Linked DNA regions of Mus musculus: region 2 is linked to region 1. A link is a contact called in public HiCAR-type data. All regions are on one chromosome and are shown on one strand. The core of a region is the stretch at or near the end of the contact, and the rest is flanking DNA. Distances in the headings are between cores, read along the strand shown. Region 1 overlaps 9330111N05Rik (RIKEN cDNA 9330111N05 gene). Region 2 overlaps Adgrv1 (adhesion G protein-coupled receptor V1).

Region 1 (7,252 bases), core at 4,299-6,798:
CAAAGAGGAAAGGGAGAGAGCAAGAGAGAAGAAAGGCTAGAGAGTAAAAGGGAGAAAGAGGAAGAGAGAACAAAGAGAGGAGAAGAGAGGAGAGGAGAGGAGAGGAGAGGAGAGGAGAGGAGAGGAGAGGAGAGGAGAGGAGAGGAGAGGAGAGGAGAGGAGAGGAGAGGAGAGGAGAGGAAAAAGGAGTAAGAGCAAGGGAGCAAGAAGAGTGAGAGGAGTGAGAGAGAGACAAGGAGGGGCCAAACAGCCCCTTTTAAAGTATGCTGCTATCTTTTCTGTTGCTAGGTAACTGTGGAGGAGTTTAGCCTGAAGGTCAGAAGCTTGGGACATTGTCTATGTGACTTCTAACCATGCTCCTCTTGTGGGGGCTGTGGGGGGCGGTAACTTAGGCAGAAGCCAGAGTTCCAGGAGCATGAGAGAACTCCTTCTGTCCCATGTAGATGAATTATCATCACCGGGTCCCGGGGTTCAGCATCTCAGCTTGACTGGAGACTAGCCTGTCTGTACATAGCCCAATGCCCCACAACCCACTTTAAATCTTTAGAGGAAAAAGAAGATGCTACTGTGCTAAAAGTAGTATGTAGGTTGACCCTTTTATGTTGTATGTTGGACTAGCACTTCATGTACTCACAGTTGCTTGAGGACTGTAAGGGACTGGCTAGACCTGTGAGCTTCACCACATCTCCTCCTCTTCCATACTCACTGATGACTCTGCATTTGGGTTCTATTTACCCCCACTCTCTCAGCATACCTTCCCAGCATCCCTTCTCCATGCAACTGCCAGAAGCCTTCTCATCCCACTGCTGCCCTTCTGTGAAAGTCCTCCAGGACAAAAGCAGGCTGGGTCTCCTAACTTGCCAATCCACCATCAGCCTGTGTTCTTCTCTGACTAGGTGTTCCGAGCTATCGTTCTCACCAGCAAGAACACACTCAGACAACCGGATTCTTCTGCGGCAAGCTTTATTGCTTCTTCGGCGCCTTCAAAGACTGGAAATGCTTGCTGCACTTTTCTCTGTTCCTCTTTTGGAATGAATGAGTCTGAATGATACCTCTGCACATAGGGCGGAGGTGCACTAGGACCCAGAGGTCGAGGGCCCGGAGACCGCGCAGCGAACTGACAGTTGTCTCTAGCTGCTTCTGTCTTATTCTGTGACTGATTAGCTCGTCCTTCATCTGGCTGGTATCTTTCTCCCTCATAGCAAGCCGCTTCTTCCTCTAAGTCTGTTTCCTCAGAGGAGCTAAGTTCCTTATCCAATTCTGAGCTATTAACAGCTAGTGCCTTGAACTCCTCTAATGGCGGATAGAGGCTCCTTCCCTTATGTGCCTCCCCAGCTCGATCTCTCTTCTTCTCTCCCTTTCCATCCCTTTTTCCAAGCTCTCCCAGGGCATTTTTTTCCCCTTATTTCTCTTTTCCTCGGGCTCAAGGCCCGTGGAAAGGCCTTTATTTTTTGGTGCACCTTGTTTCGTTTCAATTCTTAATCTCTCTCCCCCGCTCTGTCTCTGATAGACTGTCTTGAACCTCCTCCAGTATCCTCTGTCCCACCTCAACCATTTGCTGACAATCCTCGTCTGTTAAGCATGATCTTACCAGTTTCCACAACGGCATGGTCCCTGCTTTAAGTTTGCCGTTCTGCTGTTCCCTAACTAGATCTCCTTTCAGTTTCTCCCAAGAGGCGATAGTTAATGACCCTGAGCACGCATACCACGGTGCTACGTGATCTATCTCTTTAACAAAACCCTCTATAGTCTTAATGGCAATTTTTAGGCCACACTGCCTCAAGACCGACCATAAGGCGGTCACTACGGAGTGGGAAGTTCCCATACTGCTCGCTGCCCTGTTGTCTAACTGTGCCTGACCATGACTGAGAACCAGTCAGCAGTTCCAGCGGTGGAAGCAGTACGTGATCAAAAGAAAAAGAATGAGCCCCGTGAAAACATACAAAAAGGCCTCTAACACTGGAGAAATTTCAAGACCGAACATACCTTACAGAGCCTTACGTGTCCCGCAGTTCTGAACCAGCCCCGCGAACGGGGGATCTCCCTTGCACCGGTGATGGTATGCAGTTCCCAGGTTTCTCAGCGCCACTTGTCCCGAGCTATCGTTCTCGCCAGCAAGAACACACTCAGACAACCGGATTCTTCTGCAGCAAGCTTTATTGCTTCTTAAGGAGGGAAGACCCAGACCCCGGAAAATGGTGCTGCTTATATAGCCCTCAGCATGGTGTTTCAGCACCTGATGTGGCATGTCAGCTCCTGATTTGTTGCTCGCCCATCACCTCATTACTACGCCCCGAGATGGGCAGTGACTAGGCGTGAGTTCACTCTCGCACTTGCGCACAAGGCTTGTTTACTAGTTAGGCACAGCGGAAGCCAGCGCCATCTTATAATGGCGATTGCTCGCAGCACGGCTCTCCACAACTAGGTCCTTTCCTTCTCTCTTCCTCTGAGATCCTACTTTACAAATCAGATACATATATCTATGGACAGACACATATCAGGAGCCATGACAATGGCTGGCTCTCACCAAAGCATTTTCAAATTTCAAATGTGAGTATGGAAGTTTCAATAACTAAAAAGCAATGAGAGCAATTATTTTTGCCTTAAGTCAAAGATGGATGTGTAAAAGGAAAAGGTACAAATTGCACAATAAATTTTAAGGAGAGAAAAAGTGAGGGCCAGGGATTTGGGAAATCTCCTAATTTCACAAAAATTTGTTTTAAGACCTCTGAGTTCCTAACATTAAGTACATTATTAACCTGATATATTTTGTTTTATGAGACAGGTTTTTTGTATATAGCCCCTGGCTATCTTAGAACTCGATATGTAGACCAGGCTAGCCTTGAAGTCACACAGATCATTTTGCCTCTGCCTTCCCAGTGGTGAGATCAGAGGCACATGCCACCATGACCAGTTCAGCTTGATAATATGTTAACAGTTCAGTTGATCTGGACTCTAAAGAGATATATTCAACAGTACAAATGTCCAGATACAAATTTAAACAGTAAGGAAGCATGTTTGAGAACACAGGTCAGACATAATATTTCACCTTCTCTAATTCTAAACTCAAGGAATACCAAAGATCTAGGATTTCCAAGAAGCTAGGTGGGGGCCAAAAGAAAACAACTTTATTCTTTAATGAAGTGTTTCTTTTAGAAGATCTTCAACAAAGTAAATGTACTGGTTCCATAATAAGTTCTTCTTATGATGACTGGCTCTAACCAGTCCTGGGGAAATGTACTAACAGACAGAGATTACCCAGCGAAGTACAGGAGATGAGAAAGTACATAGGGCTGCCGTGGTTGCGCCAATGTTTATAAAGCCCTTGCACATCTTTATGGATAAAAGAATCCACAAGACAATGCCATGTACCTACTTGTTATTGAGATTCCAGATGAGGACATCCAAAGAGCTCAAGGCTTTCTTCATAAACACTTAAAAGTAAACACTGATGCGTATTCTTTTCTGGCTGAGCAGGGTGAAAGTGCCCAGATCAGGGCCGGTAATAGAGACAGCCAGCCAGAGAAGACATCTGCCCACACAACGTGCTTTAAAGAAAGCCCACAGCCCTGCCTGTTGGAAAGTATTTTCCTTTTTGATTCTTCTGAACATCCCCCTGTTTTTCTGGCCTCCATTCCATCACTAATCAGCAGTGAGTTAGATGCGAAGTAAAGGTATTATCTCCATAAAGCCACAGTGGGAACATATAGACAATTTGGCAGGAGAATTTGCCTTTTTCCCACTTTCAGAACAAAACATATAGACAGCAATTAGTTTATCTGGATTGTTGGCTTGAGAAGCAAACGCTAGGATTCTAATAGTTTGGGACATAAATGGCCTTTCTATTCTATATGAGAGTTCAGCATGTGAGTTTCATAACTTCTTGCCCCATGTCAGAAGAATTAGTTGGGGCCCAGCAGAGGGCACCCTAAGAGACCAGCACATAGGGGCTAGAAACTTACTAATGGATATAGGTTTACTAAATCCAGCTTTGTTTCCAACTTTTTAAGTTTTAGGAAGCCAGCCTTAAGGAAACTGGAAAGCTTTAATATTTACTGGTTATGAATTCCCTGGTGGCAGTATTACTTCTTAAATCTACTAGGTGCCAAACCATGCCTTCTTGACCCCCTTCCCCCTCTACCCCTCCCCTCCCCTCTTCATCTTCCTTTTCTCCCCTAGTAGTCATATATAACTCAATTGCCTTTGGTAGAATCAGTCACTTCCTATCCTCACCCCAAAAAATGCAAGATCACGGAGCTTACAGACACAAAAAGCACTTAGAAAGTCACAAAGGGGACTCAGGGCTGAAGCACAGTGCACTGAAGAAACAGACAAAACCTACCTGATTGTTGCATGATGTAGGGGGTAAAAGGTGGTCAGCCAACTCTTTCACTTAGATTGGCTGTTTATGTCTTTGATGTATTTATAGGTATTGAAAAGCAGAGCCAGATCTCTTAGTTTTGAAAGTAGAATACCCTCTTCACATGTCATACAAAATAATTCCCAAGGAAATTCATGGACTTCTCCCCATGTATACAATAATAATCCCAGCATAGGGCTTGCTATATTTGAAGGAGAAAGAATGGAATTTTGAAAAATTACCAATTCAAAATTCATGATGAATTTTGGGCCTACATGAGTGCCCACCATAACTTAATATAGCAAATTACTATTTCTGTTTCCAGTTTCCACCTTAAAATTACATTAAAATCATTTTTCTTTAATGATGATCTTATTCTATGGCATGAGTAAATATAAATATTTTTTATATGCTTTTTGTGGCACTGTCTTGCTATGTAGCACTCACTGGCCTGAAACTGACTATGTAGATCAGACTGGCTCAAACTTGAATCCATCCTCTTTACTTTATCCCCTAAGTACCAGGCTTATATCACCACACCAAGATAAAAATGTTATATTTTGATGAGTCAAAAAAATGATACAGGGATAGTCAAGGCCTAGATTTGTCTATGTCCTTATACTGACAACCTTTTTGTACTGAAATATACTGTGTAGATCAAAGAACTTGAATGTAAGTACATAATAAATTCAGTTGAATGAAAAAAACCAAACACAATACCTAGGTGTGAAAGAGAATTTGAGTGATAGTCCAATTAGAAATACAGCCAAGGAAACTTAATTCATGCAATGTGTGTGGTTACATTCTACAGTATGAAGGAATGTTAGAAGTTCTAGAGCATGCTATTTACCAGAGAACTTGAGCCCAGAAACAGGCAATCTAGAAAAAATAAGCATATATTTGTAAATTTAAGGAAAAAAAATTGTCAGCAGGTAGAATATCTGAGACTGGTCTTAGGGGGAGAGTGTAGTGATTGAGAAAGCATTCCCATGAAGAAAGCAGAGGACAAGTAGTAGGATATAAAGTCACATGAAGAGCTAGATTTGTCCAGAAGTGGAATTTTACAATTCCAGATCAGGTGAGAGAGAATGCTTACTTTGATTAACAAAGCATGCAAGAATAACAGTTCAATAGAAGGCATCGTTGACCCATTTTTCAGAACAGGAATGGAGATTTGATGGGAATAAGTAACTTGTTCACATCTGTCTAGTTAATATGTTTCTGGTCTTGTTATAAAAAATTAGGTCTCCTCGATTGCTAAGACTTCCCTTTTCTTCATTTGGTTTGCTCTAAAATTTCAGTTACTAAAGCTGGGGTAAAGCAAATCAGGTTTATAATTTGATGCTGAGGTCTTCAAACAACTTGGAGGACTGGAACTAAACTCTTCAAATCATTGTTATGATTCCAGACTTAGAGAAGCTCCCATGGTGGGGGCAATTCTCAAGCTTGCCTTCAAGCTGGGGTGATCTTTGGTGTTTATCAAATACCATTGGAAGAATAATCTAAGTGATTGTAAACATAGCCCACACATTTGGATTTTTAAACTGCCCCTAGCTGATGCTGACATATATGCAGCCTGGAAACTACTGACCATAGCAAACCTTGGCTGTCTGCAGAGGAGAACAATGCTGGCCAAAAGCATGTTCAAATGTGGTAGGAAAAATACTGGACGACTCCGGGTTTATTTTTCTTTTCTCTCAAATAAGTGGACCATAACCTGTGCTTGGTTTTTCCAGTTTAACCTCCTAGAAAATATGCCAAAAGTAAACAGGTGAACAATTAACCTTACAAATCAAATGACTCTATGTTCTTAGATCCCAAGTTCTGGCTGTGTGTGACCAAAGGTGAAGTTTTTAGACGTGGATCTCTCAAATTGCTCATTAGTGTCCCATGCTTGGGTAAAGCTCTTACATCACTGCACAATGGAATGTGACCTAAATTCAAAAGAAAACAAAAACATTTGCATGGCTTTTAAGATTAGTAATGGAATTAGAGAGGTGGTGTGCTTGAAACAGTATGTACTTTCCCCAACCTGGATGAGACTTGATTCATGTTCTAGTGACTAATCCTTATGAACTCAATGGTATAGTGAATACACAGTTCTCGTTACACACATTCTAAATGATTTATTTGCTTGGATTAAGTCCAAATGATAGCCCTTCCTTGTTACCTAAGACACACAATTAGTATAAAAATGCAAGGCCCTGTTCCAACACCCACTGTCAGAATTCTTGCCAAATTAGCTACAAAACAAGTGCACATTTGTTTACGGTGGGTATCCATTCTTATTGGAGAGATTTCTAGTTCACAGCTGTATTTTCAGCATAGTTATTACTAGTACCTCATCTCAATCCCCAAATATCTTAACTTAGGTAATACGTCTTCCAGAGAGCTTCCTCAAACTTTCCTTTCCTCTATAGACAGCTCAGGCAAATCCCAGGGCTGAAATGTCCTTTTCCATTCAGAACACACATTAGGAAAATAAGGCCACTGGAATATGAACTAGTGAATCAACCTTTCTTTTTTAAAAGCAAAATAACAAAGATTTTTCTTCTAAACATCCCTGTTAAGACAGGGAAACATAGCTAGGTGTGGCTGTGAACACCTTTAATTCCAACATAGGGAAACCCTTTCTCAAAAAACCAAAGAATGTGAGACCCCATTAGCTAAATGTAAGAAGTCCCTCCCTCTACAGGCAAAGGCCTAATGTTTATTTAGAGACTGGAGTCTAACCACATGACCTTGAACAAGAAGTTTACTTTGCTGTTGTTTTGCTTTTCTTTGAGACAAGTTTTCGCTGTTTAGGACTGGCTGTCCTGGAACTCACTCTGTAGACCAGGCTGGCCTCAAACTCACAGAGAACCACCTGTCTCTGACTCCTGAGTGCTGGGA
Region 2 (6,440 bases), core at 3,287-5,786, 310 kb before region 1:
ACACACACACACACAAACACACACACACACTTCATATCTTTGTTTCTATCCCTAATAACAATAATAATATTTCTAAATTTTAAAGATTTAGAAATTCCCCTTCTTACCAGTGCTATAATGTGACTCAATCCCTTTTACAGTGACAATATTGCTTTACCAGTGTTTCCAATTACTTCCATTACAATTTTGTTTTATGTTTTTGAACATGGTAACTCAAAAGTTAATGAATAATAACACTATCTTGTCTGTAATGGTCATAATTTTTGTTAACCATAGAGTTCAATTAATATACTTTCTGACATCCTACTAGTGAACCCAGTCAGAAAGTGTTAACAGAGTGGTCAGCGTGCCCATGCATGGGATGCCTTACAAAGAACATTATGAGCGCTGTAACTCCACAGAGCTCTATTTTAAGTGAAGTTCTTCAGGAAAACGGGGTAGGCAGAAGGATAAGAATTCTATTTTTAACTTAGGGCTGTTCTTTCATGTATTGCCTAACTCTGACCCTTTTGAACAGACAACCAGGCATGTAGCTTTTGGACCCTTTCGTATTCTGCAAATATTAGGATGCAGCTCCATGCCTCCTGATCTGACCCATTCAGACCTCACGTGCTAAGCCCGTGATCATTCACATTGCCTTACACAACATTCATTAAAGGGTGTGATCTGCATCCCTCCCTTCCTAGTTTCTTGGAAACCAAGACCTTGCTTGACTGGTTTGCATGGAAAGAAAATAAAGTTTTTTTTTCTTATGGTAATTTTTATCAGTATATGTTTTATTATATATTTATATACTTTTATTAAGTATATATTTATATACTTAAAGACTTTTAAACTTTAAGTTTTTTTTTAAACAAGGTTGTTGGTTCTTTTTTTTAAGATTTATTTATTTATTATATGTAAGTACACTGTAGCTTGTCTTCAGATACTCCAGAAGAGGGAGTCAGATCTCATTACAGATGGTTGTAAGCCACCATGTGGTTGCTGGGATTTGAACTCTGGACCTTCGGAAGAACAGTTAGGTGCTCTTACCCACTGAGCCATCTCACCAGCCCCAAACTTTAAGTTTTTAATATACTTTTTTTTTTTTTTTACAAACTTGTCCTTTTCCTTTTAGTATTTATTTTGACTTCCACTATCCCACCTTCCTGTATCTCTGTATGTTTATAAACTTTTGAAATCATAAACAGTGTCCTAGATTTTCCCTCTTGTACTCCCAGGAAGTTGATTAAAATAGAAGTAATGCTCCTGGTTATAGTTTCTTCCCATAGCTCAGACGGAGGCCAGACTGTCCATAGGATGTGCAATAACAGCTGTGACATCTGCTGCTGTCAGGAACATAACAATCAGAGTGCAGGCTTTGATGTAGGCAACGGGCTTCAGGAGTCCAACACACAGTTGGTTTGGGCATCAAACAGGCTAAGACATCATCCGTCTCTAAACAAGATGCTTGAGTGCTTCCCAGGACAAGCTGCCATGCTCATTGCTATGTCTCTGTAGCAGAGAACCATGGTAATAGGGTGTGTGAGATGGCGGTGAATGTCCAGTGCTGAGAGAACACTGTTGAAATGAGGGTGTATCCCTGATGATGGAGGAATTGAGGGCAGGGCTAAGGAAGAAGAGAAGCAGCTAGATATTGTGTTACACCAATCGAGCTTCTCCATGTCTACCTTTCCTTTTCTCAGATTTAACCACGTCCACTCCTCAACCCTGTATGGTCTGCATTTACTTCGCTATAGTAAAAATTTGGGTTTTCAGTGTTGGGACATGAAATATTTTCATCCTGCAGGTTCATACTGCATGAAAAACAAAACCCAACAAATGTAGATCTTTAAAAAATCTTGTCTAGATCGAACAAAATGACAGCAGTTCTGAAGCAACTTAAAATAAAAAGACTGCTTCCTTAGCTGGAAAGAAATGTTTCCATATGTATATTGTTAGCAATGAGTGTTAAGTGCTTATCCATCAGGCATTGGTATAGACATAAGCTTATTTCATCATCACAACTACACCAGGAGTTACTGGGTACCATTGCCATGTTTCATATGAACACAATGACACAGAGTTAACTTTCTAAAAGCTAAATGCCACTTAACCACTCGGTCACTTGGTAGGTAGTTCTGTCCCAGAGCACATGCCTAAATGTGTGCCTCTGCCAACTGCTCTTAACCCTGTTAAATGTTAATAAAATTCACTGAGAGTGCTGATCATTTCTGTAAATGTGCCACACTGAGCCAGGGGTTTGTGTTTTCCATGGACTGTTTGGCCCCCCAGGTAAACTATGTACATTCTAGCTGAAGACAATAGGAATAATAGCCAGTATCTTCCCTGTGGGCAGACACAGCACCCAGTACCCACCCCAGATCTGAAAAGTAAGCTTTCCTTCTTGCACTATTCAGAGTTACACTAGCAACAGGAGATCCGGCTCACACTAATGGTCCAGACATAAGCTTGACGTTCTACAGTTTACTGAGCTTTCCTTGTATTATATTTAAACTGTCATCGTTGTGAAGAGTCTTTTCTTTGATTTTGGTGGAGGAGATGTAAAATTTTCAGTTTTAAAAGTGATGGTACAAAATGTTTTAACTTAATATATGCATGGAGTTCTAAGATGCCATTAAAATTCTGATAGAATCACTATCAACATTATGATAGTAATTAAACTAAATAGCAGAATATAAATTAAAGTCTTTGAGTTTTATTTTATTTTGTTGCAGTAAATTTGAATTCAATGTAGAAACATAGGTGCGTTCTCCTGAGAGTTATAAGTGTAGTTATCACAACTCCTGCATCTTTTTCCACGGCTAAGTGATTTTTAAAAATATAATCAGAAAGCACTCAAGCTTCCTTTCGTGAAACTTCATTCTAAAATGAGCATCATGAGTGTCCACAGGGGAACACAAGGCAGGGGACTTTCAAGGTACATACATGTGTTTATTTTATCAAAAACATACTACTTTTATTGTTGCTATGTGATACCTGTGCTCTACCTCAGCAACAGGAATCCCTGTAGGTAGATCACTATGTAGAGTTTCATCATGGGGAGTTTGAGATGCCTGGTAAGACCTTCTCACCACACTTAACTTGACTGTGATAATCAAATCACTGTGTCTGAGTTTAGCTGAATAAAAACTATGTTTTAAAACTCAGGGTAAAATGTTTACTTACTTGCTTATTTATTTCTGCACTATGTAGGGGTTACAGGGCTGCTTATAGGGGGAATTGGCTCTCATTCCACAATATACGTCCCTGGAGTCCAAGTCAAGTCCTCCAGCTTTATGGCAAGCTCCTTTTACCCTTGAGCCACATTGAAGGCCCCAAACTCTTCTTAAGGGAGGTTATGTTCTGTGTCAGTCACTTTGCTAACTCCTCCATGGGGGCATTCCCATATAAACCTTCAACAGAGAGTTGAATGATAGAATCCTGTGCCTGTTTTTAAACAGTTAAACTGATTTTATTTGAATCTGAAAGGGCCTTTTTTGGTAATTTGACTAAGATTATTTATGTGTTAAATAGGAATAAACTACTTAGGCCTAATTCCAGAGTAAGATTTTATGCAGATTGAGATATAACTATAAGCCCACATGTGATGACATATGGCTGTAAGACAGTTCCCTCAGGAGAATGAGGCACAAAGATCAAATTTGAGGCCAGCCTTGGCTAGATACTGAAATAGAGGCCAGCCTGAGCTAATCTACCACTCTGTCATCGATAAACAAATGTAAAAGTAGTTCAAATTTTTATAAATACTATTTTACTGAATAATTGAATTTTAGCAAAAGTGATGTTTTTCACTTATTTTTACCTGATGATACTGCTCTCTGCTCCTGTTCATCACATCCATATGTCACGTGATTTCTGATAAGAACTTTGGGTCTACCAGAGAATTTATTACCCACACAAACAACAACAACAACCTGATGCCAGGGATCCTCTGCTAATTACCAGTTACCTTAGGACCACACTGAAATATATTTTAATTACCTTCCAGATCTCTTAGGAGACCAGGACTCTTAAGTAATGTGAAGGTTTATGAGCGGTGTGGTTTTATAGTCTCTGCCCAGGTGTTCTCATCAAATCTCAAAGGGTTGTGATGTTTGTGACTGTGTCCTTTGTTTTTCCATTTCTAACTTTCAGGTATTAAAATAACAAATTGAACCAGAATAAGCCATTCCTCTCAGCACCATATACTCTTCCAAATTGTTTTTTGCAGAGGCAGACTTTTTTGCTAGCAATTATTATTATTAGCATGTGGCAAAGATTATATAGAAAATGCTTACTTAAATACATTTTATGAAATTTATTTTTAATTATAGCTTACATGGCATTATTTATCATTGTTGAATAGTAATTAAAAGTTAAAAATAGCCAATAATTTGGTTTAGAGGAACTTGATACTAAAATAATTATTTTAAGGTTTGTTTTATGGCGTAACTGTGGATTTTGGCTTACAAATTCAGGAGATGTCTAACTGATCTCTGACTTTAGCATTACTTATTAATCTCTGTGCCCTTTGGTCAGAAGTCTGGGGACTAGCCACATGAGCTGAGCATGGCTCAGCTAAAGACCTTGTTTGCTTTTCTTTGTGTCTGAGACTAACCTCTTTTAGAAATTCAAAACATCCTTCAAAAATTAACACTGATTTGGGGATTGATAGGAAAGGAGATGGCAAGAGAGTAAAAGGTGCACATTGGGTTCTAAACCACTGATCAATGAGTTGCAAGTCAGGGCTGCTGGGAGCTGCTGGTGTCAGGTGGGTACCCACCCCCACAGGGATCATAGATGGGTGGAGCCCAGCCTTTGGATCTCTGGATTTGCCCTTGGATAGTGAAATGCATGGGCGTGCCTCATCCTCAAATAAAGTCCCAAGATTAGAAACTTCAAAACAACACATTGGTTGACTTTGGCTCATGAATTCATATTTAATATGTCTAAACATGGAGACTCTGATGATAGGCTTCTGGCTATGATTACCAAAATCATTTGTTCATACATTTTAGTTTTTAATGAAAAAAAATCCATTTTGGTAGCAAGGTTGTATTGAAATGATTTGTTTTAGAAAGATAAAATTGTAAATAACTGTCTTAGATTTTGTGGGCTTAAGTGTGGCACAGGACCAGGACATGGGGAAATGGGATATGGCAAGGTATTATGGGATGTTCTTTGTATACAAGATGCTATTGGCCTCCCATTGAATATCTACTGCCAGGCTAAGTGCAGGGACCCCAATGGGGAAGTTAAGCCAAGGACTGTAGGTGCTGACAGGGTTTGCAGCCCCATAGGAAGAACAACAATATCAACCAACCAGATGCCCGGAAGCTCCCAGGGACTAAACCACCAACCAAGGAGTACAGAGTGGATATCCATGGCTTCAGCTGGATATGTGGCAGAGGACAGCCTTATCTGGCATCCCTGGGAAGGGAGCCCCTTGATCCTATGGAGGCTTGATGACCCAGGATAGGGGAACACTAGGCCGCTGAGGCAGGAGTGGGTAGGCGGGTGGGGGAGCACCCTCATAGTAGCATGGGAGAGGCAGGAGGGAACAGGGAGCTTGTGGAGGGGAAACTAGAAAGGGAATAACATTTGAAATGTAAATAAAAAAAATAACCAATAAAAAAAGAATGTCTACTGTCACTGCATCTGCCTTCTATTATATCCATGGGATCCTTCCGGAATCCCATCCTAGTAAGTTGATTGCAAGTAGCCTTTGTATTTAACAAGACAATGATAGTTTCTAAAACATGAATTAAATAATTAATTAAATAATTAAATTTAATTTAAAAATTAAAACTTTAAATTTCACTTGAAATGACACTTGAATAGTTGTATGATTTAACAATGTTTAAAATATATAAAGATACATCAAAGTTTGTAGTCTGGTGGTGGTGGCATATAACTTTCATCCCAGACTTTGGGAGGCAGAGGCAGGTGGACCTCTGTGAGTTCAAGACCAGCATGTTTTACTGAGCAAGTTCCAGGACAGCCAGGGTTACATGAAGAGGCCTGTCTCAAACAAACAAGAAAAAAAGGAAGGAGGGAGGGAGAAAAGAAGGAAAAACTTAAAATTTAAGTTTTTTACATTCTTATTAATACTTGAAGCAATTCTATGTCAACTGATTAGAGAGACCCTGTAGTGTCAAAACCTTAGTACTGAATTTTAGGGCTCCATGCTGGTTATTTCATGTTTACTAGATGAAGAAACATATTTTACAAAGTTTCTGCCTCACTAAAAATAGTATGCTCTATTCAGTTCTTGATTCTAATTGACTTAACTTCATAGCAGATGTCTTCCATTCTTCTTTCTAGTTACAGTTGCTTCATAAGTCCATCTTTCACATAGCATTGACTAATTGTACATTAGTTAGAACAGTAATGATATAGCACTGGGCTATCTTGACTCATTTCCAGATCATGTCACAGAGAGCGAGCATAAGCAAGTC

The links. HiCAR-type assays count read pairs that join an accessible place to other places.
Region 2: a contact with region 1 is called in a HiCAR-type map of kidney, with 2.9 times the contacts expected there. The contact joins two enhancer-like sites. A contact is called at or near these places in 2 of 484 Hi-C or Micro-C datasets (liver and pancreatic cancer cells) and 2 of 115 datasets of contacts at active chromatin or transcription factors (embryonic stem cells and kidney).

The regions. Positions count from the first base shown.
Region 1 is chr13:81,019,272-81,026,523 of GRCm38.p6, reverse strand. The region is part of intron 1 of 9330111N05Rik (RIKEN cDNA 9330111N05 gene); the gene reads right to left. Among named protein-coding and RNA genes, the nearest start is that of 9330111N05Rik, 59 kb to the right of the region's middle. Within about 2 kb of position 5,548, at least 13 of the 459 cell types and tissues checked have an H3K27ac peak or open chromatin away from gene starts, as enhancers often do. A contact at or near this core is called in kidney, where this site is marked.
Region 2 is chr13:81,324,102-81,330,541 of GRCm38.p6, reverse strand. The region is part of intron 83 of Adgrv1 (adhesion G protein-coupled receptor V1); the gene reads left to right. Among named protein-coding and RNA genes, the nearest start is that of Gm32639, 220 kb to the right of the region's middle. Within about 2 kb of position 4,536, at least 6 of the 459 cell types and tissues checked have an H3K27ac peak or open chromatin away from gene starts, as enhancers often do. A contact at or near this core is called in kidney, where this site is marked.